Linked DNA regions of Mus musculus: all the other regions are linked to region 1. A link is a contact called in public Hi-C, HiChIP or PLAC-seq and promoter capture Hi-C data. All regions are on one chromosome and are shown on one strand. The core of a region is the stretch at or near the end of the contact, and the rest is flanking DNA. Distances in the headings are between cores, read along the strand shown.

What was found. Promoter capture Hi-C pulls out the DNA fragments that hold promoters and counts their contacts. Hi-C and Micro-C count contacts between places; a contact is called where the count stands out from the background. HiChIP or PLAC-seq counts read pairs in DNA pulled down with a chosen protein or histone mark.
Region 2: a promoter capture Hi-C map of liver shows a contact between it and region 1, with 2.3 times the contacts expected there. The contact joins the enhancer-like site here to the promoter of Bank1 in region 1. A contact is called at or near these places in 2 of 39 promoter capture datasets (embryonic stem cells and liver), 1 of 15 datasets of contacts at CTCF or cohesin (pro-B cells), 2 of 484 Hi-C or Micro-C datasets (B cells and large pre-B cells), 2 of 115 datasets of contacts at active chromatin or transcription factors (acute myeloid leukemia and microglia) and 1 of 9 other capture datasets (macrophages).
Region 3: a contact with region 1 is called in a promoter capture Hi-C map of liver, with 4 times the contacts expected there. The contact joins the promoter of 4933401H06Rik here to the promoter of Bank1 in region 1. A contact is called at or near these places in 2 of 39 promoter capture datasets (hippocampal neurons and liver).
Region 4: a contact with region 1 is called in a Hi-C map of bone marrow-derived macrophages, with 16 read pairs. The contact joins the enhancer-like site here to the promoter of Bank1 in region 1. A contact is called at or near these places in 3 of 39 promoter capture datasets (the C10 cell line, liver and pre-B cells), 1 of 484 Hi-C or Micro-C datasets (bone marrow-derived macrophages) and 3 of 9 other capture datasets (adipose tissue, liver and macrophages).
Region 5: a contact with region 1 is called in a promoter capture Hi-C map of hippocampal neurons, with 8 times the contacts expected there. The contact joins the enhancer-like site here to the promoter of Bank1 in region 1. A contact is called at or near these places in 9 of 39 promoter capture datasets (the 3T3-L1 cell line, 3T3-L1-derived adipocytes, the C10 cell line and 3 more), 2 of 15 datasets of contacts at CTCF or cohesin (large pre-B cells and pro-B cells), 7 of 484 Hi-C or Micro-C datasets (the 63-12 cell line, the Ba/F3 cell line, cerebral cortex and 3 more) and 2 of 9 other capture datasets (adipose tissue and embryonic stem cells).
Region 6: a contact with region 1 is called in a promoter capture Hi-C map of pre-B cells, with 3 times the contacts expected there. The contact joins the enhancer-like site here to the promoter of Bank1 in region 1. A contact is called at or near these places in 3 of 39 promoter capture datasets (the C10 cell line and pre-B cells), 1 of 15 datasets of contacts at CTCF or cohesin (pro-B cells) and 2 of 9 other capture datasets (liver and macrophages).
Region 7: an H3K4me3 HiChIP or PLAC-seq map of the 230-238 cell line shows a contact between it and region 1, with 14 read pairs. The contact joins the enhancer-like site here to the promoter of Bank1 in region 1. A contact is called at or near these places in 3 of 39 promoter capture datasets (the C10 cell line and liver), 2 of 15 datasets of contacts at CTCF or cohesin (large pre-B cells and pro-B cells), 1 of 115 datasets of contacts at active chromatin or transcription factors (the 230-238 cell line) and 2 of 9 other capture datasets (adipose tissue and liver).

What each region holds. Positions count from the first base shown.
Region 1 is chr3:136,324,265-136,327,745 of GRCm38.p6, reverse strand. It overlaps Bank1 (B cell scaffold protein with ankyrin repeats 1), which reads left to right and starts at 1,680. Exons shown (of 17, transcript NM_001033350.3): 1 at 1,680-1,876. The coding sequence starts at 1,807.
Region 2 is chr3:136,835,042-136,838,522 of GRCm38.p6, reverse strand. All of the region lies in intron 2 of Ppp3ca (protein phosphatase 3, catalytic subunit, alpha isoform), which reads right to left. Among named protein-coding and RNA genes, the nearest start is that of 1700006H20Rik, 120 kb to the left of the region's middle. Within about 2 kb of position 1,527, at least 61 of the 459 cell types and tissues checked have an H3K27ac peak or open chromatin away from gene starts, as enhancers often do. A contact at or near this core is called in acute myeloid leukemia and liver, where this site is marked.
Region 3 is chr3:135,838,392-135,841,872 of GRCm38.p6, reverse strand. 4933401H06Rik (RIKEN cDNA 4933401H06 gene) reads left to right here and starts at 1,604. Exons shown (of 5, transcript NR_040540.1): 1 at 1,604-1,766; 2 at 2,039-2,242. All of the region lies in intron 2 of Slc39a8 (solute carrier family 39 (metal ion transporter), member 8), which reads right to left.
Region 4 is chr3:136,787,259-136,790,739 of GRCm38.p6, reverse strand. All of the region lies in intron 1 of Ppp3ca (protein phosphatase 3, catalytic subunit, alpha isoform), which reads right to left. Among named protein-coding and RNA genes, the nearest start is that of Ppp3ca, 120 kb to the right of the region's middle. Within about 2 kb of position 1,784, at least 3 of the 459 cell types and tissues checked have an H3K27ac peak or open chromatin away from gene starts, as enhancers often do. A contact at or near this core is called in bone marrow-derived macrophages, where this site is marked.
Region 5 is chr3:135,886,083-135,889,563 of GRCm38.p6, reverse strand. It overlaps Slc39a8 (solute carrier family 39 (metal ion transporter), member 8), which reads right to left. Exons shown (of 9, transcript NM_001135149.1): 9 at 992-2,759. The coding sequence ends at 2,610. Among named protein-coding and RNA genes, the nearest start is that of Gm31243, 14 kb to the left of the region's middle. Within about 2 kb of position 1,558, at least 25 of the 459 cell types and tissues checked have an H3K27ac peak or open chromatin away from gene starts, as enhancers often do. A contact at or near this core is called in hippocampal neurons, where this site is marked.
Region 6 is chr3:136,706,572-136,710,052 of GRCm38.p6, reverse strand. All of the region lies in intron 1 of Ppp3ca (protein phosphatase 3, catalytic subunit, alpha isoform), which reads right to left. Among named protein-coding and RNA genes, the nearest start is that of Ppp3ca, 38 kb to the right of the region's middle. Within about 2 kb of position 1,587, at least 58 of the 459 cell types and tissues checked have an H3K27ac peak or open chromatin away from gene starts, as enhancers often do. A contact at or near this core is called in liver, macrophages, pre-B cells and 1 more, where this site is marked.
Region 7 is chr3:136,610,078-136,613,558 of GRCm38.p6, reverse strand. No RefSeq gene overlaps it. Among named protein-coding and RNA genes, the nearest start is that of Ppp3ca, 58 kb to the left of the region's middle. Within about 2 kb of position 1,683, at least 82 of the 459 cell types and tissues checked have an H3K27ac peak or open chromatin away from gene starts, as enhancers often do. A contact at or near this core is called in the 230-238 cell line, adipose tissue and pro-B cells, where this site is marked.

The DNA.
Region 1 (3,481 bases), core at 431-2,930:
GTAAATGAAGAAAATACCTAATAAAAAGAAAATCTACATAAATACATTTATGGATTATGACAGAAAAAAAAAGAAGTTTGTGGTGATTCTCTTATGAGATTCCCACACCCAGGCTTACATATATCATTTGCCTCTCCATGCCCTCCTTCCAATGCCGTTGCTTACCTAGCAAACACAGAAGTGGATGCTCACAATCAGCTATTGGATGGAGCACAGGGCCCCCAATGGAGGAGCTAGAGAATGTACCCAAGGAGCTAAAGGGATCTGCAACCCTATAGGAGGAACAACATTATGAACTAACCAGTACTCCTGAGCTCTTGACTCTAGCTGCATATGTAGCAGAAGATGGCCTAGTCGGCCATCACTGGAAAGAGAGGCCCATTGGACTTGCAAACTTTATATGCCCCAGTACAGGGGAATGCCAGGGCCAAAAAATGGGAGTGGGTGGGTAGGGAAGTGGGGGGGGGGACGGTGTGGGGGACTTTTGGGATAGCATTGGAAATGTAAATGAGGAAAATACCTAATTTAAAAAAAAATATATATATATATATATAAATACACTAAATTTCCTTTTAATACACCACACCCTTTCTTTCTCCCCTATGAAGACTTAATCTTTCCTAAGTATTGCATTTCTGAAAACATTGACCGGAGTGACACCCATGTCCCTGTAAACTCTGCTGACATTTCTGGGTAAGCTGTCCTTCATAAGCAGCCGCTCACACGTCAGGGTATCATTTCATATACTGGCTTTATTGTTCCAAATTTGGAAGAGTTACTCAAGATGATCAAATAAGAAGTACCATGTAGAAGATAAATGTATATCTAATGCTTTTCAAAGCTTCCTCACATTTTGCTTTATGAATTTTATCTAGCATGTGTGGAAAGTTAATGACTTTCTGTGACACTTGATAGTTACAGTATTCCAAAAACACTTAGAGTAGAACTTTCTGGTTCTTTTCGAAGAAGGAAAAGTGGTCCATGGCAACTGTGTGTTACTTGCACACTTTTTTTTATTGAATATTTTCTTTATTTACATTTCAAATGTTATCCCTTTTTCCAGTCCTCCTCCCCCAACACACACACTTTGAATTTGATTGTCAAACGATCTCCAACTTTGGTTAGGTTGTAGTCTAGTGATTTTTGATATTTGCTCATTGTTAGGCTCTGGGATAACTCTTTGGGTATTTCTTATTCTTTCAAACAAGCAAGAACACAGCCATAATTCATGTTTGAGGAGAAGGGTATAGGGTATGTGTATGTCTCTGACCTGGCCCATTTCAAAATTAGAGCAGATCTAGGAAAAACTTCTCATGTGGGAATGAAAATCACTCTATAACACACAGACTTAGCCTGGAGCCTGGGTAAGATGAAATACTAAAATTTCATACCTTTATATCTCTGTCACGGTATCTCTATCTATGCCTCTGTCAAGTAGTTCCTTTTATAAAAGTCTACTTTCTGTCTTGCAGAAGGAAGGGTTAGCATAGCAGAGAAATACAGAACAGAATAAGAAAAGCTATAAGCTCTAGGTCACCTGAGCTTAAAGATAGCCTGGGAGAAAGGGAACCTAAGACAGCTCTCTCAAACTAAGTAAAAGCAAGCCTGAGCAATTTCACTTCCCCCAGCAAGGCCTAACCCTAGCCTTGCGGCCTGAGCCCCTGGGCTGCATTTCCGGCAACCTCGGGCCACAATCCCCAGAGTAGGAAGCAAGCTGCAGGGCCACAGACCATCGGAACTAAAGGTCTGCAGGGGAAGTTGCAGGCAGGGCTGGCCACTGCAGCTCCCAGGCTCCAACCTCCCGCAATGCTTCCTGTGGCTTCTGGCACTAGGGGTAGCACCCAGGATCTGTTCCAGGTTGGCCTAGCACCTCCAGGTGGGTGGTCTCATGTTTGTCAGGGCTTTGGGTGGAGGGTACATGATGACCCTGGAGTCCTTCTGAGACTAAGGGCCACCAGTAGACAGTTTGCCCTGGGAGCTACCAAGACCTGGGTGTCTTTAAACCTGGGGGTGGGGTGGGGGCTTCTCTACTTTTGAAAATCACTTTGCACCCAGCTTTAATGCTAGATCTCATCTGAAATGTATATACATGGAGCAAAATGCCTCGTTTGAAGCATCCTTGCCCATTCCCCTGCCCCGGATCAGTCTGTATAAAACCAACTCCCTGGAACCATGAGCTCCTAAATGAGAAAAAGGAACGGAGTCAACTTGGTTGACTATGTCAGATAGTTTACATTTTCAAATGACTGCTGAGGTGCTTGGTTTGAGTTCCTTTTGGTTTTATTTTTAAATGCATGTGAAGTTCCAGAATAAGCATTAAAAACTTAGCTTTGGTAAAGAGATTTCACCAGAATATTAACATGATTATAGGAGGTGTTCCTGGTGAGTTATACAGCAAGAAATTGTAGCCTGAAATTATTTTAATTTACTAATCAGAATTAAAATTCTCATAACATTTTTATTTTTATTGTATTTTATTAACTTTATTTTAGGTAGGATCTTTTGGCTTTAGTTGTTTTTAGGGTCTGATACACTTATTTTATTAGATATTTTCTTTATTTACATTTCCAATTCTATCCCGAAAGTTCCCTATACCCTCCCCCTGCCCTGCTCCCCTACCCACCCACTCCCATTTCTTGGCTCTGGCATTCCCCTGTACTGAGGCATATAAAGTTTGCAATACTAATGGGCCTCTCTTCCCAATGATGACCGACTAGGCCATCTTCTGCTACATATGCAGCTAGAGACATGAGCTCCGGGGTGTACTGGTTAGTACATATTGTTGTTCCACCTATAGGGTTGCAGACCCCTTTCAGCTCCTTTGGTGCATTCTCTAGTTTCTCCATTGGGGGCCCTGTGTTCCATCCTATAGATGACTGTGAGCATCCACTTCTGTATTTGCCATGCACTGGCATAGCCTCATACGAGACAGCTATATCAGGGTCCGTTCAGCAAAATCTTGCTGGCATACGCAATAGTGTCTGAGATACACTTTTAATAAATGTGAACGGTTGTTTTTTTTCCATTAAAATGGGGAATGTATCTATAACAATGGAAGATGGCCTGAGACCCTCTGGTACCAGTGATGTGGGAAAACTGTACCATTTTAAATTCCGGACCATGGCTTTTGTCACCACTGCATAGCTCAGGATCTGTGGCAAAGTAGCCTTTGCAAGCAAACAGGCAGAAACAACTCATCTTTTGGACCTTGAACAAGAGACCTCTTTTGTAATTTCTATTTAACAGCTGAGTTTAATAGAACATGTTGGAATATGCCTTTTGTGTCAATGAACCTTGTGTTAGTGTCTAGAGACAGTGGTTATTTTGAGCAACATGGGTAAGATGAGGAAACATTCATGTCTTGCTGAGTATTCTTGCTCCTCCGTGTCCTCTCTTTGGTCCTTCTCAATACAGTAATTAGCACTTGCTTCAGCTTCTTTCTTATGGACTGGAAAGTCATCCCCCTCCCCCACAAGATTTA
Region 2 (3,481 bases), core at 278-2,777, 510 kb before region 1:
ACCAATGGTCATCTATTTCAAATTGTATTATGATGAAATTCAAAACATTCACATTTCCATAGAGAAAAACTCATTTTCATATCAAAAAAATACAGATTATTCCCAACTCTTCGATAAGCCAGAGTATCCTGATTTCTCCGCTTGCTTTCAAATATTCCAGTGCACTGAAAATCAAGTCCAGAAAGAACTCCTTTCAGGAGACAGAGAAGAGTGGTACCCAGAGAACAATCACCAGGAATATAGAACCTGAAAATGCCTGTCAAATATGTGCCCCAGTGAATCCATAAACAGATACACAATGCATCTTTGGCTCTGGAGAAACGGGTAAGTGCTCAATAACACATGTTAAGTCTGCTGCTGCTGCTGCTGCTGCTGGAGTTTGGTTCCAGCAGGGATGAAGGATTTACCTTCTGTAAATCTTAAGCTCCAGTGGATGTGAAAACTTTCTATGGCTGCCTTGGACAGTGCCCCCCCCCCCCCCCCGCATACACACACCAAAATAAACTATTTTAATAACTGGGTATCATCCTAATTTTTTTATTACATATGTGAAAAATACATATCCTGCACTGACCCAGCATACAGTAACGGATGGGCAGGTTCCTGGGTCTAGAGAGGAAATTCACAACTGTGACTTCTTAAAAGATTTTTTTTTTCTTTTTACTGGTGTGTAGGGGTGCTTGCCTACGTGAGTATCTGTGTATGACATGCCTGCAGTGCCCACAGTTACCAGAAGAGGGCAGTGGATTCCCCAGAACTGGACTTATAGACAGCTATGGGCCACGCAGAGAGTGTTGGGAATGGAACCCAGATACTTTGGAAAAGCAGCCAGTGTTCTTAGGTCTTCAGCCACCTGCATTTAAATCCACCCCTAATCAAGCATTCCTTGGCCTGTATTATCTGTGTTCCTTTCTGGCCTTTTTTCAGCATTACTTTTATTTTTATGCTTGCCTGGCCTGTCTCTCTGTCTCTGTCTCTGTCTCTGTCTCTGTCTCTCTCTGTCTCTCTGTCTCTCTCTGCCTCTCTCTGTCTCTCTCTCTGTCTGTCTCTGTCTCTGTCTGTCTCTCTCTCTCTCTCTCTCTCTCTCTCTCTCTCTCTCTCTCTCTCTCTCTCTCTCTCTCCCCTGCCCACCCATGTATAACTGTTCCTGCCTCACGGGTGGGAAGACAGTAACTGGGAAGCTTGAAGAACACTCTCTCTGAGTAATTAAGCTAGAATTAATTGGATACTGGAAGAATCATTTTCTTTTCTTATGGACTGTCTTTAGAAACTGCGGGTTCTGACTCAGTCCAACTGTTCACCTTCTGGTTAAGAAGGCACTAAATGAAAACATTCGTTTCTCACTAGCATTGCAGAATACCACAAGGTGATTGCTGACTTTAAAGGAAGAAAGCAGGCCATTGTTAATCCACAGTTAATTAGGCAACAACTACAAAGTAAGATGAAGTGCAACATCACCACACAAGGGTTAACGTGAGGAGGAACAGGTTTCTTCATCCGGAAGTTCACCCAGGTCCTTGCTCAACTTTTTCTTTTTTATCAGTGAATCCACCAATCAGCAAATACTTAAGATAACCGCCTGTGAGGCAGGAGCAGTGTTACACAATGGAGACAGAGATATGGCCAGGCAAGTATAAAAATAAAAATAATGTTTAAAAAAAAAAAAAAGTCCGGAAAGGAACACAGATAATACAGGCCAAGGAAAAGCTTGATTAGGGGTGGATTTAAACGCACTAATCTCAAGACAAGGAAAATCACGGAGGCAGCAGATTGCATTATTTCTGTGAATAAGCAGGGACACCCCCGCAGGAATGACATTCACGTTGAGACTCAAAGGCTGAAGGAGATGCATCAGTGTTAAAGAAGAGCTTAAAGTCACAAAGCGGTTGCCAGAGAGGAAGAATAGCAGGTCCTCTGGAAGAGGCCACGGAGGGGCTTGGAGGGGACAGCTTGCCCTCCCTGTCTTACTAAGCCACACTTGGTTAAATCCCAATCCAAAGGGTAGAGAGACGCTACTGGAGAGTCTGATGCAGGCCACTGGCCAGACGTGTATATGCAGGTCCCCCGTGCATGAGTCTGCACCGGGCAGATAGTCTTCGAAGAAAGAGTCTGGACTTTTCTCAACACAGAACCTAAACAAAGCATGCGATTGTCCCAGATAAAGGAGCATCCTTGGTAGGGGCTCAGCTACCAGTAGAAACTCAACTAATGTGGGCTTTTATGTTTTTCACAACAGTCATTTCAACAGCACATGTGTGGCTCAAGACTTCTAAAGACATATGACCAGCAAAGCAGACTTGTTTCTTGGGCACGCAGAATATAAAGTTGCAGGCAATCCCTGGCATGTGTTTGTTTAGCTGTGAAAAAAAGTCGCTGAACAAAGAACCAGGTCAACAGAGAGGATGTCAAGACAGCAGCAGATAGAGATCAAGGCAGAACTTAATTAGGGCTTCCAATTAGAAAACTCAACGACAGCTCCTATTAACACTCGCCCGCCCGCCCCGGCATCTGCGCCCCTGGAAGCACTGGGGCTTATCTTGCTGGGATTAAGGAGTTTTCGATGACCTGGTGGGCTTCAGTTAACAGAGACTGGCCTCAAGACAAACAACTCTCAGGACTACAGTCTTGGGAAGTAGTGTGTTCTGAGGTTCACTTCCTGCTGGTATTTACCACGGCCAGCTTACCAACACGGGCCATTTCCAATGCAAGAACAGACATGCCTATATGCACAGCCTTGTCTGCTGCTCTTCAATACAATCGCTGGCTAACACTCATGGCCACATATTAAAAAAAAAAAAAAAAAAAAAGAAAAGAAAAGAAAAGAAAAGAAAAATAAACGTGTTACAACAAACTTGGTTTTAAAACTTATGACATGTATGTATGTTATTTCTATCATGAATGACGTGTGCCCGCCTCCCCATTTTAAAGGAAAGAGTCTCTCTTCTCTCCTTGGCAAATTATTTCTTAGCTTGACTATTTCATGAAATCTGAATGGTCCTATAAAAATATCAGTCTATAGAAAAAGCATCTGCTGGACTTCGGATGTGGTTCAGTAAGTAACGTGCTAACAGCCAGCACAGCGTCTCCAGCACCCACGGAAGTGCTGGGTAACATGGTACTTGTCTCTGTCCCAGAGCTGGGGAGACATAGGGAGGAGAATGCCTGCCAGCTAAGCAGAATCAATGTGGCCCAGACTCAGTGAGAGACCCTGAGTAGTGAAAACAGAGTAATGACAGTTAACAGCAATTGAGCTAGACACTCAGAGTTGACCTCTGGCCTGACACACAGATATACAGAACACAGGCACGTCCAAGTGTCACACACACACACACACACACACACACACACACACAGGTAAAGACACACAGAGACACACATACAGAGACATACATAGAAATGTATACAAATACACACATACAGATATATGCACAAATACACAGACACATATAGAGACACACATAGATAGACATACACACACACA
Region 3 (3,481 bases), core at 355-2,854, 490 kb after region 1:
GACAGAGTAAGTTGGTGATATGATTCTTGCCTCTGGGACATGGCCCCGTTGTGAACCTCCACGAGTATGGATGACTGCTGTGGGCATAAGGCTTGTTTGTATAATAATGCACATATTTCACATTCCTCCTAGGAATGTCTTCTTTGTTAACATTAATGTCTCCAGGATAATCTGACAACATGGGTCCAGGTGAAGAAGGTGTGGCTAATGTCTCAGCAAAATGGTAAAGGCTGGGACCTTCAGGACAGCCCTTAAGGCTATGGGAAAGACCTATAAATACATGAGTTCAAAATATATATAATTTCTCAACTATGCAAAACATAAGAGTGCAATATGAATTATGGGGGCTTCATGAATCTAAAGGAACAAAGGCAGCTACACTCTGAGCTAGACTGTCAGAAAGACACAAAGGCAGGCAGATTCCTGAGTTCAAGATCAGCATGTATGCTTACAGTCTTTTAAGAATCAAAGGACTGCGGTCACGGGATGTTGATTCAAAATATAATCAAAAGGAAACCTGGAATAAATAACTGAATTGATATGTAAATTAAAAAACTGGGCTTTTGGTCTGCATGAGATGAGCTAGCAAAAGGCGATAGCAGTTGTTTAGAAATTCTCTCTAGTGAGAGCTGGGCTCTCTAGAAATCTCTGGAGAGCAAAACAGCTCTTCAAGAATTTTTTCTTACCAAGATTTCTGACTTAGTCGGAAGATCCAATAATTTTTTATAGCAGCTTCTCTGACTAAACCCAGACAGCATTTAGAACTTTTACCTACAGAGAGAGCTGTCTCAACCAGACAGTTTTTAGATGAGACAGACAGACAGACAGACAGACAGACAGACAGACTGACTGACTGACTGGAAAGCCATCTCAGCAGAACCTGAGTGGGCAGCTTGAACCCATGATTTGACTTTGAGTCGTTCTTTCTGCCACTCCCAGACACCCCTTCTCTCAGAACCCCACTCCAATGCCAAGGCTGGTCCTTGACAAAGAAATAACATCTTGGGAATATAAATTGTCCAAGATTAGCTCATAGGAGGTGAAGAGAAGATTCAAGTCTCATGTTTTCCCGTTACTAAGCAATTAGAGATTGACTGTTATGTCTTCTTCATTAAACATGGAGAGTAACTCAAATAATAAAAAGAAAATCCACAGGATCCTGCAGGGAACTGTATTTTATTGGGCCTACTAGTTTTTAGGGTCATAAAGTTAAATTGCTCTTTAAACTACTTAGGATCCTTGTGAGTGGGGACGGGGGAGGTGGGGAACAGAGATCACTTAAATACAGTTCTATCTCTCCCTTCTATCCCCATCTTTCAAATGGGAAAGCTGGGGTCCACAAAGGTTTCATTCAAGCAACAGAAACTAACAACTGACCCCAATGTCTCAAACATAGGCTCAGACTCCTAACACAGCTGGGGAGAGCCCGGCGTGGTCACGTGCTTCCAGCAATGAATGTGGACCATCTGGATACAGACTCTCTACAGCTGTTTAGATCCGGGACTCTCTCCTACAGCAGAGGCAGCCTGTCAGTGCACCTGAACTGCCGCTGCGCACGTTGCATACGTAACATAACGTAACGTAACGTAATGTAACGTACTCTGTGAGACCAGGACAATGGATTACATTAAAGAAGGAAAATGTGAAGACTGAAAATGCTTCTCTGATGAGAAAGCAGCCACCTAGATCCCACGAGCTCATGTTACCGTAATATTTACTAATAGGACTCTGACAATGCCTGGCGCATAACAGTTCCTGGTAGACAGGTGACAAATAAAATAAAATAAAATAAGAATAAAATAAAAACAGGGATAAATAAAGTGGAAAGGAGTGATGAGCTCTTGGCTGCTTGTGTATGTAACCAAAGGTACAAGAGTAACTGAAACAAAACAGGTGCAGAAATCTCCGTGACAGTAGATTAGTGTGGGGCACCTAGCTTAGATCCCAACCATTTAAAGTGCAGCTTTGAAAGTAACTATCGGGAAGTCTCTTCTAACCTGGAAGAAAAGCGATCGTTTCACCGATTTATCTCTTCAAGGGTCACTGACAGGTGTCACAAAGTCTGGTTGGTGGCTTACAGGCATGACACAACAGGAACATTCGAAGCAGGAGTGGACGAGAAAACGGCAGATCTGTCCGCTGTGATGACGGGATTACCTAACTCGGTGACCAGACACCTTGGTGTCCCTCCCTTTACGCGTCTCCAGCTCGCTGTCTACCAGCCTCTCCCAAGTCTACCATTGTAAGTGCCTCTTCAGAGTTGACACAATCTTTCTTGGCTTGACTTTTGGACACATTCTTAACACCATTAAAAGAGAAGGTTTGAGCAAGAAACACTCCAGACGAATAATCCTCTAGGAGGCCGAACTAGGGATGACAAGTATTCTCTGATATCAGTGCTTCCATTTTTATCTCACGCCTTCTTATGCTTCTTACTTAGGGCTGAATGGTGCGCATGTATTCAGAAACACACGCAAACACACATTCACACACACACATATATACACACATAGGAACACGCAGATATACACATACACCACTCACAGTCACACATACACACGCACTAAAACATACTGAAATACACATATATCAGATCACACAGATACGTGGCCACGTACAAATATGCTTACATACATACATACATACATGCATGCATGTGCACATACACACATACATTCTTCCAAGTCTTTCTGAAGAGCATATGAAGACTTCTTCTCTAGAATATATTATTATAAAGACAAAAATGTCTAATGAATTAGACACTATTAGGAAAAACTCCTTATGAAGCCGTGTGTAGAGATAGCATTGCTACGACAAGGCAGGTAAAGTGCAATTTACAGACAAAGACGCCCATATGTTGAGAATGTTCGTATCTAGGTCCTAAATTATGAGTGGTTTTTTTTTTCCTTTCTGCTTATCTAGCTTTCCCAATTTTAAACAATGTACTTGTGTTTCTATGGGGATCCATCCCATAACCAGACACTATTGTGGATGCCAACAAGAGCTTGCTGACAAGAGCCTGATATAGCTGTCTCCTGAGAGGCTCTGCCAGTGCCTGACGAATACAGGAGTGGATGCTCACAGCCATCCATTCAATGGAGCACAGGGTCCCCAATGAAGGAGCTTAGAGAAAGTACCCAAGGAGGTGAAGGGGTCTGCAGCCCCATAGGAGGAACAGCAATATGAACTAACCAGTACCCCCAGAGCTCCCTGGGACTAAACCACTAATCAAAGAAATTGCGCAGAGAGATCCATGGCTCTAGCTGCATATGTAGCAGAGGATGGCCTAGTCGGTCATCAATGGAAGGAGAGGCCCTTGGTCCTGTTAAGGTTCTATGCTCCATTATAGGGGAATGTCAGGGCCAGGAAGCAGGAGTGGGTGGGTTGGGAAGCAGGGGGAGGTAGGAGGGGATACGGGATTTTCAGAGGGGAAACTAGGAAAGGAGATAACATTTGAAATGTAGATAAAGAAAATATCAAA
Region 4 (3,481 bases), core at 535-3,034, 460 kb before region 1:
AGGTGAAACGCCACTGCAAGCCCAGACATGTTCATCTCATCCCTCTCTATAACCAGAGCATGCAAAGGAAGAGCCCTTGTCTCATAATTCACATGGTGACTCTGCAAAAGAGCTGTCAGAGATACTTAGGTCAGTGCATGTTAAGAAAACGGCTTAAGGATATCACATGTCAGGCACAACTTAAAACACGTTCTGCCCTGACCTCCTTAGATTGGCAATCCAATCTTGTGGACATTTGTGTATATCACCCACCTTCATTCTAATCAAAGGCTGGCAGAATAGAAAGACAGGGCTGGCTTACAGGACATGGGAAGGGCAGTTCACATTTCCTGCTTGCTCAGTCATCAATCCAAAGCAACTGACAAATCAAGCTACTCCCAGAGACAGCTTCCCCTTTTCCAAGAGCTATCTCAGACACAGACAGGAGAAAAACAACAGATAAACTATACTCACATGGGCAGGAATGTTGGTGACCTTTGAGTCTAGACTTAACCGGCTATTTCTCTTCTCTCACCCTAACCTGGACTGGGAATCTCATAAACAACCTTGCAGTGTCATTTGCAAACAGGACATTCTTTAAGAAACATGGAATCAAGCTACTGTGTTTGCACATGATGTTTTCAACTTTGCTTAATCTTTGAACCTGGTTATAGAGCACAATGTCTGTACAATGCAACTTCCAAGCTATGCATTCACACACACACACACACACACACACACACACACACACACACACATACATACACATATGATTATGTTTGATTTGATTATATTTTATTATATTTCATATATATATATATATATATATATATATATATATATATACACACACACACATATATCATACATAAATGAAGCTTTTAAACACTTCTCTTGAGAAGCCCACACCACTGACTTGGTAGGTATAGATATAGTTCTTTCATAAAATCCATCAATACCTCCTCTCTACCCCTTTTTCTCTCCCTCCCTTCCTCTGTCGCTCCCTTCTCCTCTCCTTTCCTTCTTATGCTTAAATGCAAAGCATTTACTCTCTCTATCTTCTTTATTTCTACCTAGTAAACTCATTACTTGGTCCCACCCTCATTTTCTGTAGGGGGGTTACCAAATTTGGGGTTCACTGAATTGACCCCTATAAGGAGAGTCTCAGGATTCTAGAGACCCAATGTTGAGTTGTGTCCCCTTGCTTCATATTAACTAACTAATCCAGTGAGGCTGGGGAAAGTGGGCAACAGACAGCAAGCATGAGCTGACATGGACTCTGAAGAGCTGACCCTGTCCATGGCGCACTGCAGGTTTTGTTAGAGGCAATTGGAAAAGTGTTAGAAACCAAAACTAAGGAAGAAAGGAAGAGACAAGGAAGCCGCCCGCAGGTAATAAGAATGCACCCATCTAAAGAAAGGTTCCTTCTCTTGATGGAAGTGTATAGTAACTAGTTGCCTCATTTTTAGATGAACCTAGAGTAAAGCGTTTTGCTTTAAGGTGGTAAGGTAGTGGGGTTTGATAAGTTTGGCTATTTGAAAATACAGAATGCCAGTTAACAAACCATCAACATGTGAAATGTGATCCTATTCAGAGTAAGGGAGGGAAATATACAGGAAGATACTTGAGTCTTCCAGGCTATACTTTGTGTTCTCATCCTGGGAGATTTAGCTTAATTTACATAGAGCTTTAAACAATTCTCAGTTTATCTGTGTATGGAGTGTGCATGTGCAAAGATACACAAACCCTGTCTGAGGGAGAGAGTCAGACCCTTAGAACAGCATGAATATACTTAACAGGGCTCTGGCTACATTAGTCACACTGACGCGACTCACTTGCCTTATTTGAAAATATCAGGCTTTCACTGAAGATAGTGTCTCAAAAATCTAAATACACATGCTTAAACACCTATAAATAAAACTCCAACTTAGTAATGTCCTGGTCTTTTCATTTATCTTTGACATCATCCATTCCCAGCAACATCCTCTTCTTCCACTTCCTCTAAGGATCATCCACAAGTCCTTAGCCTTAAAATATATTCAGTCAACATTCATGGGTCCCAATCACCTCTCTAGCAAACTGAAGACCTCCTTCAGTTTTCCTGTTTGTTGACATGCAAATACAGCACAATGAGGTTTTATGCAATATGTCAAAAGTGTTCATAAAAGGGCAGAGCGGTGCTAAAAGCATTTACTAAAATAAGCAATTTTCCCTTTCCCTCTGGCTTACCAACTATATATTATACACAGTACAGTTTGAACTATCCTCTAAAATGTCTTCCGAGCAATTTTTCAATAGAACAGAACAAGAATTCCTTCAGGAAAGAAAGGGAACCTGCAGTGGAGAAATGGAGAGGGAAGAAAAGAGACCAACATATAAATGATAATAAATGTATGAAATGTCGTGAGGAAACCTACGCCTTGATATGACAAAAAAAGAAGTAAGTTTTAAAAATCAGATGTTAAATAAAATAATTACCATTTCAAGAATAATTATAGAAAATGAACACAAGAATACCACCAACAAATACTTCTATAATTTGAATTTTAAGGCAATTTTCATTAAAATATGACAAAGAGTGTATACTCCTAATCCTTCATATGTGTTTTGGTTTTTTTCCTCAACATGATGCCTAAAGGACCCAAGGAATGGAAACAGGTGAGGATCCACTCTGTCTCTGTTTGCAGTTTTGAGAGGTTCTATCACAAAACAACTTAACTTTTGACGATGATGGGAGGTTCATTTTAATACAATTGCAAATGTCTTATACAATAAATTATATAATAATGACTCAACATGATTCCTTTATGAAAAGGACTTATTGTAGCTGTTTCAAAAGATTTCAGCACAGTTGAAAAAATTAAAATAAGAGTGAACTTGAATTTTTTTTGTTAGAAGAATAAAATGTATATACACAAGACCAATGTCTTTATTTGCCTGGTTAATCTGTTAAGAATAATTTCATATAGGGTTATCAGGAAAGCAAAAACGTATTTGCTGATTTTAAATACTAAATTTCTAATTTAAGAATTTTGATTGAATATTGAATATTTTAATAAAGGTTAAAGTCAAATTAGATTTTTTTAAATAAAATATATATTTGAGGAATTGCTTTTATGATCCTATGGTAGTAATATCTAAAATGTTTAATATCTGCATTCATTTATGTCAAGAAATAGAACAACTATTGAATGTCAGTGCTAAGTGAAATAATGAAATATTCTAGCAAATGGTATTTATAGTCATTTGTAGAGCAGTAAACATAAAATAAAGCAAAAAGTCACTGCAGTGAGATGAGTGAGGAAGTAGAGGCACTTACATACAGAACACTGGCATGCAATCCCTAGGATCCACCTTCTACCAGGATGGTAGAAGGACATTAGTGAGACCTGCAAATAGTCCTCTGATACCGTCATGAATGCACTGCAGTGCACTCACAAACACACACACTCACGGACAGGCACTCACACGCACACAGAGTACACACACACACAAAAAAATC
Region 5 (3,481 bases), core at 309-2,808, 440 kb after region 1:
CCACTTTGTGAGCTTCAGTTTCCTAAGGTGCTTTGTGACACAGCATTACCATGGTAACAGGATCTTCTACAGTACCCAATAAGTGCCAGGAATTAATACATATTCTTTAAAGTTTAGCAATGAGTAATATACAGTATTTTTTATTTATTCTGGTAGCATCTCTAAAATCTAATGATTATGCTGTCTTAATAAAATGGTGGTTGTAGGTTCTCCTCCAATATCCACTACTCAGTGGCTAGCTAAGTTTGCCATAGTAGGCATGATTTCCATCTTGCTGAGTAAACAAGTCTAACTAGAGAGCTGCTACCAAAGTGAGCCAAACAAGCCAGGAAAAGAGAAAGTAAGCGATGTCCCTCCACGTGTTTTGTTTGAGTTCCTACCTGAGTACCAGTTCTAACTTCCCTCAGTGATGGTTTGTAATCTTCAAAATGAAATAAATCCTTTTTTCTTCAAAAAACTAAGATTATATGGCAAATGCTCCATAGGAAGTATGTTGGCAGGATTATGCTCACTTGAAGAAAGTTAATCAGGATAAAGTAAATGCCATCCCGACTTTCCTTCTGCCTCCAACAAACAATTGCCTCTTGTCTTTAAGTCATCGTCACCCAAAGTCCTTCATTCTCCATGGTAAAGGGAAAGGATGGAGAGCCAGACCCACAAAAAGCAGGCCAAAGAGTCAATCTGCATGTACACTGAGAATCACTAAACTATCTTTTCAAAATATTCTTCCATAAGTCATTTCATTAAAAATACATACAATCTGTACTTTTTAATGTTTTATATATATATGAATGTACTATAGCTGTCTTTAGACACACCAGAAGAAGACATCAGATCCTATTACAGATGAATGTGAGCCACCATGTAGTTACTGGGAATTGAACTCAGGACCTCTGGAAGAGCAGTCTGTGCTCTTAACCACTGAGCCATATCTCCAGCCCACAGCATATACTTTTAAAAAGCAAGGATTGTTAAGCACTGAAACGAAAGGTTATACTAATATAGATTGTGTTTATTGAAATGAAAAATTAGTCTTTGTAGGATTTTTTTGCTAGATATTTTTAAAATAATACAACATCAGTTCTCTACTTGCCTCTCTTCTCATAACACCAGCCACATGATGTCACTCAAAATAAAGACATATTAAGAGAAAAATAACTGACACGGTACATGGTTTCAAAAGCTTTTACTGTTTGGTCAAATAATATTTTTTAATTGTCAGTCATAAAGTGAGAATACACATAAACATATATGTTAAAGTTTATCAAATCTGCACTGTTATTACATGAAAATGTGTTTGGGCTTATAGGAAAACATAATTCCTGAGATAACTTGGCTTCTATTACTAATTCTCATCACTGTCAAATCATCTTTTTTTTAAGTTACTTGGGAGTGTGAATTGAAATTAGGATGTTCAATTCAGACTGATCGTCTACAACGTGCTCAAACACTCAGTGAGCTGTGTGTTTTACGAAAGGTAGAAAGAGTATGCTGAGGTTTTCCATCCAACGGTATACCATATGGGAACAAAGCACACTGCACATAAAAGAAGCCGTCTCTGCTGACTGTCAATCACCCCTAATGAGCACATGCCTCCTCCACCATCAGTCTCTGACACAGCCCAGCCCAGCTGTGATTTTTGCATTTATTGAAATTCCCCCTGCTAAATAATTATGCTCATCTTTTAAAAAGTAAATTGCTCACAATTACATTCAATTTCTCTCTCCCACCCAACATATTCTCCACCATGACAAAGCAATCCCAGAGCATGGCAAGACTGAGTTCTAACCAGTCTCGCATACTCCTCAGGCATTTCTGTTGGCTGGAACCACAGCATAAATCATAGCAAAGCAATTCTGGTCTTCTGCAGGGTGTGTTCAAGCTTATAACTCAGGGACCAAGCCCTGAGCCCAAGCCTTGCTGGGCTAGCAAGCCTTTCATCCTTTCCTAATTCATGTTACTTTGTATTAGCTTTCAAAACAATCCTACAGGTCGCCAACTGAGACATAAAGCTGAACAAACGCTGTGCGCTATCTTTCTGGGGTTCGTTAAGGCACTGGGATCGGTCCTGCATGCACTGGAGCTGTCTGTCTTGATTTTCTTCCTCATTTGATGCACCTGCCTTTAAAAGCAGTCAAACACATTAATTGGAAGAAAACCACTCTGAAAACGCTTGAGGTTTTTGTTGTTGTTGTTGTTGTTGTTGTTGTTGTTGTTGTTTACCCAAGCAAGTTCTGAAACCTTACATGACCCAGATTGTGTTTTTCTCTGGATCTGTATGTCTGCTTGTGAATGCACGTGTTTGCTTCATGATAATTTTCTAATATGCATAAAATATTGAAAACCAGGTATTTACCAAAGGCCCCATACACCAGCCTTTGCAGTCTGAAACCGAAAACCTTTTAAGGAAAAATTTTAACAACAAATTTCACCTATTCTACATATCTGAAACCAGTCATTAGATTCCTTAGCCTTTAGTTGAAAATAATAAAAAAAAAATCTCTTTTAACTAAATAGGATATACTTTTAAAAAAACAAAAATCCCTATGGAGATGTTTCTGTGTTGTTATTAAATGCCTTCCCGCGTTGACGTTATACTCCACTTCCGGCTACTGCAATTCGATGTCTCCTGCGTACAAGGTGATGAGCAGGATGGCAGTGAAGCCGGTTAACATCCCTGCATTCTGGATCATGAAGAAGGTGAAATCCGTTTGTCTTCCAGTTACTTTTTCTCTCAGCATGTCGTTCATCTCTGGAAACTAGAAGACACATTATTAAATGGCTGTCGCCATCTTGTGGTGAATCCTGAAATGCTCGTCTGGGGTTTCTGCACAGGAGCTGAGCATTTCTTTCATTTGGGACTGGATCGTACCAATCAATGTTTTGCTTCAGGTATTGAGGAATCCTAGTATTCTGCGGCATCCACGGTAAAACTATCGAAAGGTCACACAGCCAGATAGAATGTACCTGGCTTGATGCGTTCTCTCCTCAACTCTCTTCCCATATACAGCTGTCTACACCTCAAATTTTAAGGAATTCAACCCGGTGGGTTTCACCCTCAGGCACGCATTTCTGTTTACTTCCGTTAGCCCTTACTATACTATACTATACTATACTATACTATACTATATTCTGCTTCATCCCCATTAGATATGCTATTGTTCCTCTTATCTCATAGTATTTTTAAGTATGCCATGTTTTACTTTGTTGTTTCTTGCTTAGCCCAGGCTGCCCTACTATGTCACTATGTCACTATGTAACTAATGACGATCTTGGACTTAATAATCACCCTGCCTTGTGCCACCACAGAGTTGGTGAAGTGTTGGGTTTTTTTCTTGTTAGATGGTGACATTTTTGTTTGCTTAAATTCTGACTTTGCTCCTCTGGAGAGAAACACTTATGGAAACCGCTTCCCCGCCCATCTCATAATTTTTCCGGGCTGACTGGAGGGGAAAAACATTTGTGTAACTGACTGAACCTG
Region 6 (3,481 bases), core at 338-2,837, 380 kb before region 1:
ATGTACTCTCAGATGCCAACAAGCTGAACATTCTGCAAAAATATATACTTATATTCAAATAGTTTTATATAAAGTAAGTCTTACACACATACACACAACCTCTAATGTCACATAAAGCATCAACAGTTTTTAAGTGTCCAAGGTTTACTGAAACTGCAAAAACCTGACTGATGTAATAACATCAACATCCAATAACAACACAACATTCGCTGCTTCCTATCAGGCCATCCATATCACATATCACAATAAAGTTGTGAGCCACGAGACCAAGTGAAGACCATTTGAGACCCAAGTAACACAGCTAAAGGCAAGGCAACACCGTGGATGTCCTTCTAGAACGCCCCCACTCTTTAAAGAGCATTATTGTACACACCTTACATAGTGCTCTCTCTTTACGCCGAGTTGGATTTTTAAAAGCAGTGTTAATATTTTAAAGTCATATGTGAAACCAAAGGCAATTATCAATCATCAAATTAAAATAAAACAATGTAAATTAATAAACATTTGCTGAGCTCAAGGTCCATTTAATTTAGTTTGGGCAATATCTTCTCTTTCAGCTCCAAAGATGCACAACTGTAAGGCTTTTCTTCGAAAGAGAAATTTCACTGGTAAATGGTAAATGCTCCCCAGACCTAGGAATCAAACGCTGTTGCCTGCCTCAGAGTAAGGAAATGTTAAGTCAAGTCTATAAATGCTTGAGTCTAAACCAAGGACATTAATTTACTCAGTTGTTTGTGCCAGAAACATTTCCTGAGACCTTGCCGAGATAAGGTAGCAGCTCTGTCATTAACTAACTGTGCAGCCACTGTCACTGAGTGACAGGTCAGTCACTCAGTTTGATCCTCTTTAAATGTCGACGTATCCTCATCTTGAGGGTACTGACTGGCATCAACACTCTAAGAAAATCAAGCTGCAGTGGTAAGTCATCATAAGGATTTTAGTATCAGATAAATCAGAAGAAATGAGGGTCAGCTTTCTAATTAGCATAAATCAGCTGTATAGCAAGAGCTACAGCTGTCAAAGCTATCATCCACATGCCCAAGAAAACACCCATTGCTTGATTTTCTGGATCTTGGTCAGTTACGTTAATTACAGTGATTATTTCAAGCTCCATCCATTCACATTTCAAAAATATTTTTTAGAAACTTATTTATGGTGTGTGTGTGTGTGTGTGTGTGTGCGTACCCCATAGTATGCACTCATGTTAAAAAGAGAGGCCAAATTTCTGGAGGTGGTCTTCCCCTTCAACCATGTGGATCAAAGGGCTGCCAAGCTTTGTCCCAACTGCCTTTATCTAATGAGCCACTTCACCAGCCCTGTTTGCTGGTTTGCCTAGCACTATGCTGTCTTCTGTAAGTAGAAGTATCTTCTTGTGACTAAACGTGTGCAGCTCACTTGAAGGGTTTGCAGACACCTTCACTGGGATATTGTAATAATCCTTTCCTAGATTTTACTCCTTAGACTGTCTTTGATTTTACTTACACGGCTAATTACATTTAAGACTGCCCACTGAATGATTTGATGGCTCTCCTGTTATTGCAGTGTTTGGTCACTTGAGGAGACTTCCCAGTGTACTGGGCCTTGCTTCCCCAACTCTGCCTCTTTCTGTGCAGACCAGGGCCTTGGTTTGCAGATGTTAACTCCTAGTACAAGGTCAACACTCCACTTTAGTTTCAGTTTCATTTCCACTAATGAAGACTTTTTTTTTCTTATTTATGGCTTTTAAAATTAATGCAATAAAAATCTGAAAGGAAAACATTGCCTTAAGTACAGGTTTGCTCATCTAAATTCTTCATGCTATGACTTGAAACATTTAAAAGTGAAATGTGTCCACATATCTAGCAGGCTTTAACTAAAAACTTTCAACTAACTTAGTTATTCAACAGGTTCTACAATCTGCATTCAATTACTTAATTTTACTAGCACAAGAAAGAATATAAAAGCACAGTTTCTATCGCGACCTTACATTTTGTAACTAGGGAAACAAATTTTAAAATGCCTAATAAATGTTCCTTAGTTTTATATGCCACAATTTATATAAGGCTGCCTAACTTTTAAACAAACCAGTTAGTCTGACCCAATTTAAAGAAAAACATTGAGGCTATTGACAGTTAACTGAAATGTCAAGCCACTTAAGAAGAAAGCTATTAGTAAAACAAGGGTGAGCTTATTAGCACTTGTGAAAAGCACAATAAATAAACAATGGGGCCCATTCAGAGACCTGAACAGAGACAACAGAAACCAGTTCCCTCCTGGGCAACAGTCTGTTTATTTTATTTGCTTATCAGATATCAGAGCAAATGATCCCATAGGCTTCGACTGGCTTAAAACCATCTCCAGGCTTCCAGGAAGGGACTCTGTGGGTTTCCAACAGGGGGGCTGCTCACAGGATCAGGACAGAACCCTAAAGTATCTGAGGCTATTCAAGGCATCCTTCACTTACCTGCATCTCTAACACGTCCAGTGGTGGTTTTAAGAACAGAGCAGGAAGTAAGGTGCCTTTCCAACAGAACTCTAGAAGCACTAGACAGAAGGTAGTGATATTTTGGAAAAATAGAGCAACTTTGTTTCTCACCTTGGGGAAAGGTATGAAAAGAAAAAAACTGGGCACTCAGTCATAACTGAAGTGTTCTAGAAAACCAACAAGCAACCAAGGCATGCACTGTAAAATGTTCTTTTAATGATGTCATCTAGGGTTAGGCTAACTGATGAAAGTCTCTGTTTCTTTTATAGTATAAACATGCAGAGAAAATTATAAATTCCCCTTTTTCATATAGAAAGAAAAGGTAATGATACTGTTTGAAGAAGATAAAAGACGTGAAATATCATAACTTCCTAGTCAGAGGCTGTTTAGGATTGAACACATTGGCTACAATCCTCTTACTTTAAAAGGGAAGAGCAGCAGGTATTCAAGGGAGGAAGGGCTAATATATCAATAATAAAGGTCTTAACACGGTGTTTCCAGCATCTAACAATAAACTGGGTTTTAATGGTGTATGGATGGTACAACATCAAATGCGTTCCCCCTTGGGGTTTTCTAGGTGCTTTTCATGGCTCTCAAGCGTGACCCCTTCTTCAAAAGATGACGAGATATTGTCCTTCGGTACCTTCAGGTTTCATTGCTGATTAAGTCAAATCATTTCAAAGCTTTACAGGACGCCCTGAGGAGGAGACATGCTGGAATGGCACATTTAATTCCTGAATGTTTGTGTAACCAGACATCCACTAGGGCAGTGGTTCTAAACCGTTCTAATGCTGTGACCCTTTAATATAGTTCCTCCATGTTGTGGTGACCTCCAATCATAAAACCATTTCGTTGCTACTTGTGCCTGTAATTTTGCTACTTTTATAAATAGTGGTGTAAATATCTGATATGCAGGATATCTGATATGTGACTCCCCAGTCCCCGCCCCCAAGAGGTTGCAACCCACAAGTCCGAGAACTGCTGGGCTAGAGGAAAAGGTTTTAACTTTGCCCTGTC
Region 7 (3,481 bases), core at 434-2,933, 290 kb before region 1:
TCTGGGTTTGATCCTAGTATTCAGAAAACAGCAGTAGCAAAAGCAGAAGTAGCAACAATAACAGAAACAACAACAGCAGCAGAAACAGCATCAGCAACAGCAATCACAAAAACAACAGCAAAAACAAAACCAAAACACCCCCAAGTCCAAATCAATAAAAGTATTTAAAGCTGAGAAAACAAAACTGGTCTGTCAAGATCAGAACATTAGTAAATAGCACACCATTATGTGAGAAAATGTCTATGATAACTACACTAACTAGGGGTTTAAGTGCTGCAAATGTAAAGGTTTCCTAGAAAATAGCTTTAAGAAAACAGTTGTAGAATTGTTTCTAGTTTTGGGAGGTCAACATTGAAAATGTGATGAAATGTTTCCTTTTCTTGGGATAAAGGAAACTAAAAGAACATGCCACTTGAACGTAAACTTAGAAAATCTAGAATGTATTATGTAACACAAAGAATTTAGACAAAGAAAAGTAATATTCACCTGTAATATAAATTGTTAGAAAGCATTTAAATGATTGGTCATATTTAAAGTAATATAAACCCACAATTGAAAGATCAGGTTTGTATAAAGTAATAAAGACCTTTGTGTTCAACTATCCAATGAAATATAGGAAATCACACTTGTGGCTCTACCTGATATGCATTAATTTAGAAACTGGAAAAGGTGCCAAGGCCATTTTGATTTCTGTTAATGTTTGAGGAGGATTGACGTCTTGTGATATTAGAGACATACAATGTTTTCAAAGAATATGTAACATAGCAAAATCATTATAATTTAATACTAAGTGACCAAAGGAGACTAATGCCATTTCTCTCTAGCAACATCCTAGCTGGATTGTGTATCACATGACTTCAATTTTGTAAAAACACATCAATTTATTTGTAAAATCAACATAATTTCTAAAGTGTTATGATCATTAGGACAAAGTATCAGTCAGAAGCAACTCAAAGGAAGAGAGGTTGATTTCGGCACATGGTATCAGAGGTAGTCCATCATAATTGGGGGGGCACAGTGGAGCAGCTCAGTCTGTGGCAGAGTGACCATGAGGTGTTGGTTGCTTGCATGCCAAAAGATCAGGAATCAGAGAACAGGACCCAAACGGAGGTAGGTTAAAAGAACAAACAACAACAACAATAAACAACAACCTCCAACCATGTACCCCTAATGACATGTGGCAGCCAGGACCAGGGTTGCAAAGGTCCTATAGGCTGTAGAAACAGCCCTACTAGCTCTTTTTTCCACTGTTTGTGGAACAAGTACTCAGACCATGAATTTGTAGGGGCATTAAAGATCCATATCAGAACTAATAAATATAAATACACATACGAGTATAGTCTAGTGGAGCAAATGCTATGTGCAATGTGTCAGAGGAATTAAATGTGAGGAACTTTTTTGTGCTTTTGCATATTTCCCCATTTATTTCTATGATGGTTTATTTTTTATATTTCATAAGAGACCTTAAGACTTTCTCTCATTTCTGTATGATACTTGCAAAGCTCCAATCCCTATCTTTGCTACAACTGTAGATACCTATTAGCCTTCAAAGACACTACTCTCTTTTAATGGTCTCACTTTACAACAACACGTAATAGCTTATCATTTAAGAAAACTATCATGTGGTACTTGGGTTGAACCAGCCATAGGATGGCAGGATGTGGCTGCCAGAGAGTGCTGTGTATCTTCGGCAGGAACCACATCCTCCTCCCACCAGTTCTTTTTATAGCTAATGGCAGTGCCTAGGCTTCTGGCACTAAAAAAAAATTCACATTTTTAAAATTGATCTCATATCCTCACTTTTTTTTTTCCGTGAGCAATTCGCAGGATAAGCTTAATACAGAACATAGGGTATCCTGTTTATGAGAACAGTAGGTGTTAGGGATTCAAATAACTACGTTTACTTAGCTAAACTGGATAAATATGAGCAAGCTGTAAGAATAACAATCAAACAACAGTTGCTTGTTTTGTTAGAAATGATCCATCCTTTGTTATCTCAACGGAACCCTCAAAATTCTTGTCTGTTAGACTATAACTTACAAAGATCAGTCATGCCAAGGTCTAACCTGTTCTAACAGAACAATGAATTTAGCCTTGCTCACAGTAGTCTTTTGTTTTGTTTTGTTTTGTTTGTTTGTTTTTTGTTTTTTGTTTTTTTGTTTTTTTTCTTCAGGCAGGGTTTCTCTGTATAGCCCTGGCTGTCCTGAAACTCACTCTGTAGACCAGGCTGGCCTCAAACTCAGAAATCCACCTGCCTCTGCCTCCCAAGTGCTGGGATTAAAGGAATGCGCCACCACCGCCCGGCTGTAGTCTTAAAAGCTCTCGGGTCTTGTATGTTATACAAAAATAAATACTGAAACAGGTGTCCCTTGTGGACATCACTGGATCAAGATAAGTTTTGGCTTCTTGCTCATGTTTACATACACAGAAGATTAAACGGGAGCCTTAGCTCCTTTAAATTGACAGCTACCCTCTCTTTGGGAAATTGGTACCTATGAAAGAGCAACTTCCATGTTGTGACTTTTCTGAAGTATATTCTAATGTCTGAGCATGTGCAGAAACAGCTACAGTTTTGATGAATTGTGATGCTATAGAACAGCGATACACATTTAAAAGTCCAATATTCTCATGGAAAAGGCAAACAGATATAATTTTATACAGTGATGTTGAAATGAAATCCATTTATTAGACTTACTCAGTAGCAACAAAATCTTACTTCCCAAGGTCTGCAGTTGAAACTGTGGATCACCGTTGGGCAGCCCATGAATTGTGAGCGCTTAGAAGCTGCCATCTGTGTGTAACAGCCACACCCTGGGGTTTATTACCAAGGTCGTTTTTATGACTTTCTACAAATGTGCTTTGTGTCTCTGAGATGTAGTTATAAATGTTCGACTCTGTCTGGAAATCCACAGAAGGTCTCCAAAGGAAACCTCAGGGAAAGTGTGGAAACTGCCCCAGGTAAGAGAGGCGGAGAGAGTGATATACAGAAACTAGAACAAAGTTAAATAAGCAGAGGCAGGACTGGAAGCCTGGTCAGAAATGAGAAACAAATCACCTGTGTTTTGTCAACAGTGGCTTGGCAGCCAGAATAGGAAGGACAGAGGAAGTTAAACCCATGCTGGTGTCCAGAAGTCAGCTACAGAAAGTGAACCTCTTGGGCCAGATGGTTTTATGGCCTTTGTAAACAATAGATTTGCATAATGCTTCCTCAATAATTCTGTCAGGAGCAGCAGTGAGCTTGAAAACAATGCCCAACTGTGTGCTTTCTGAATGGTCAGCTTTCTAAATGCCCAAATGCGCATAAAGGGGAAATTGGGATGCTGGGTAGAGGATGGAGTTGGTAAATAAAAGGCTTACTCAGGCCAGTACGAGCAACTACTAGATGTCCCAAATGCTGATGCTCGGAAGTACTAGGCTGCTCCTGATGATCATATTATAAGCTGATCATCAAAGTCGGGGGTGGTGGGGGAGGGCTTCTCCG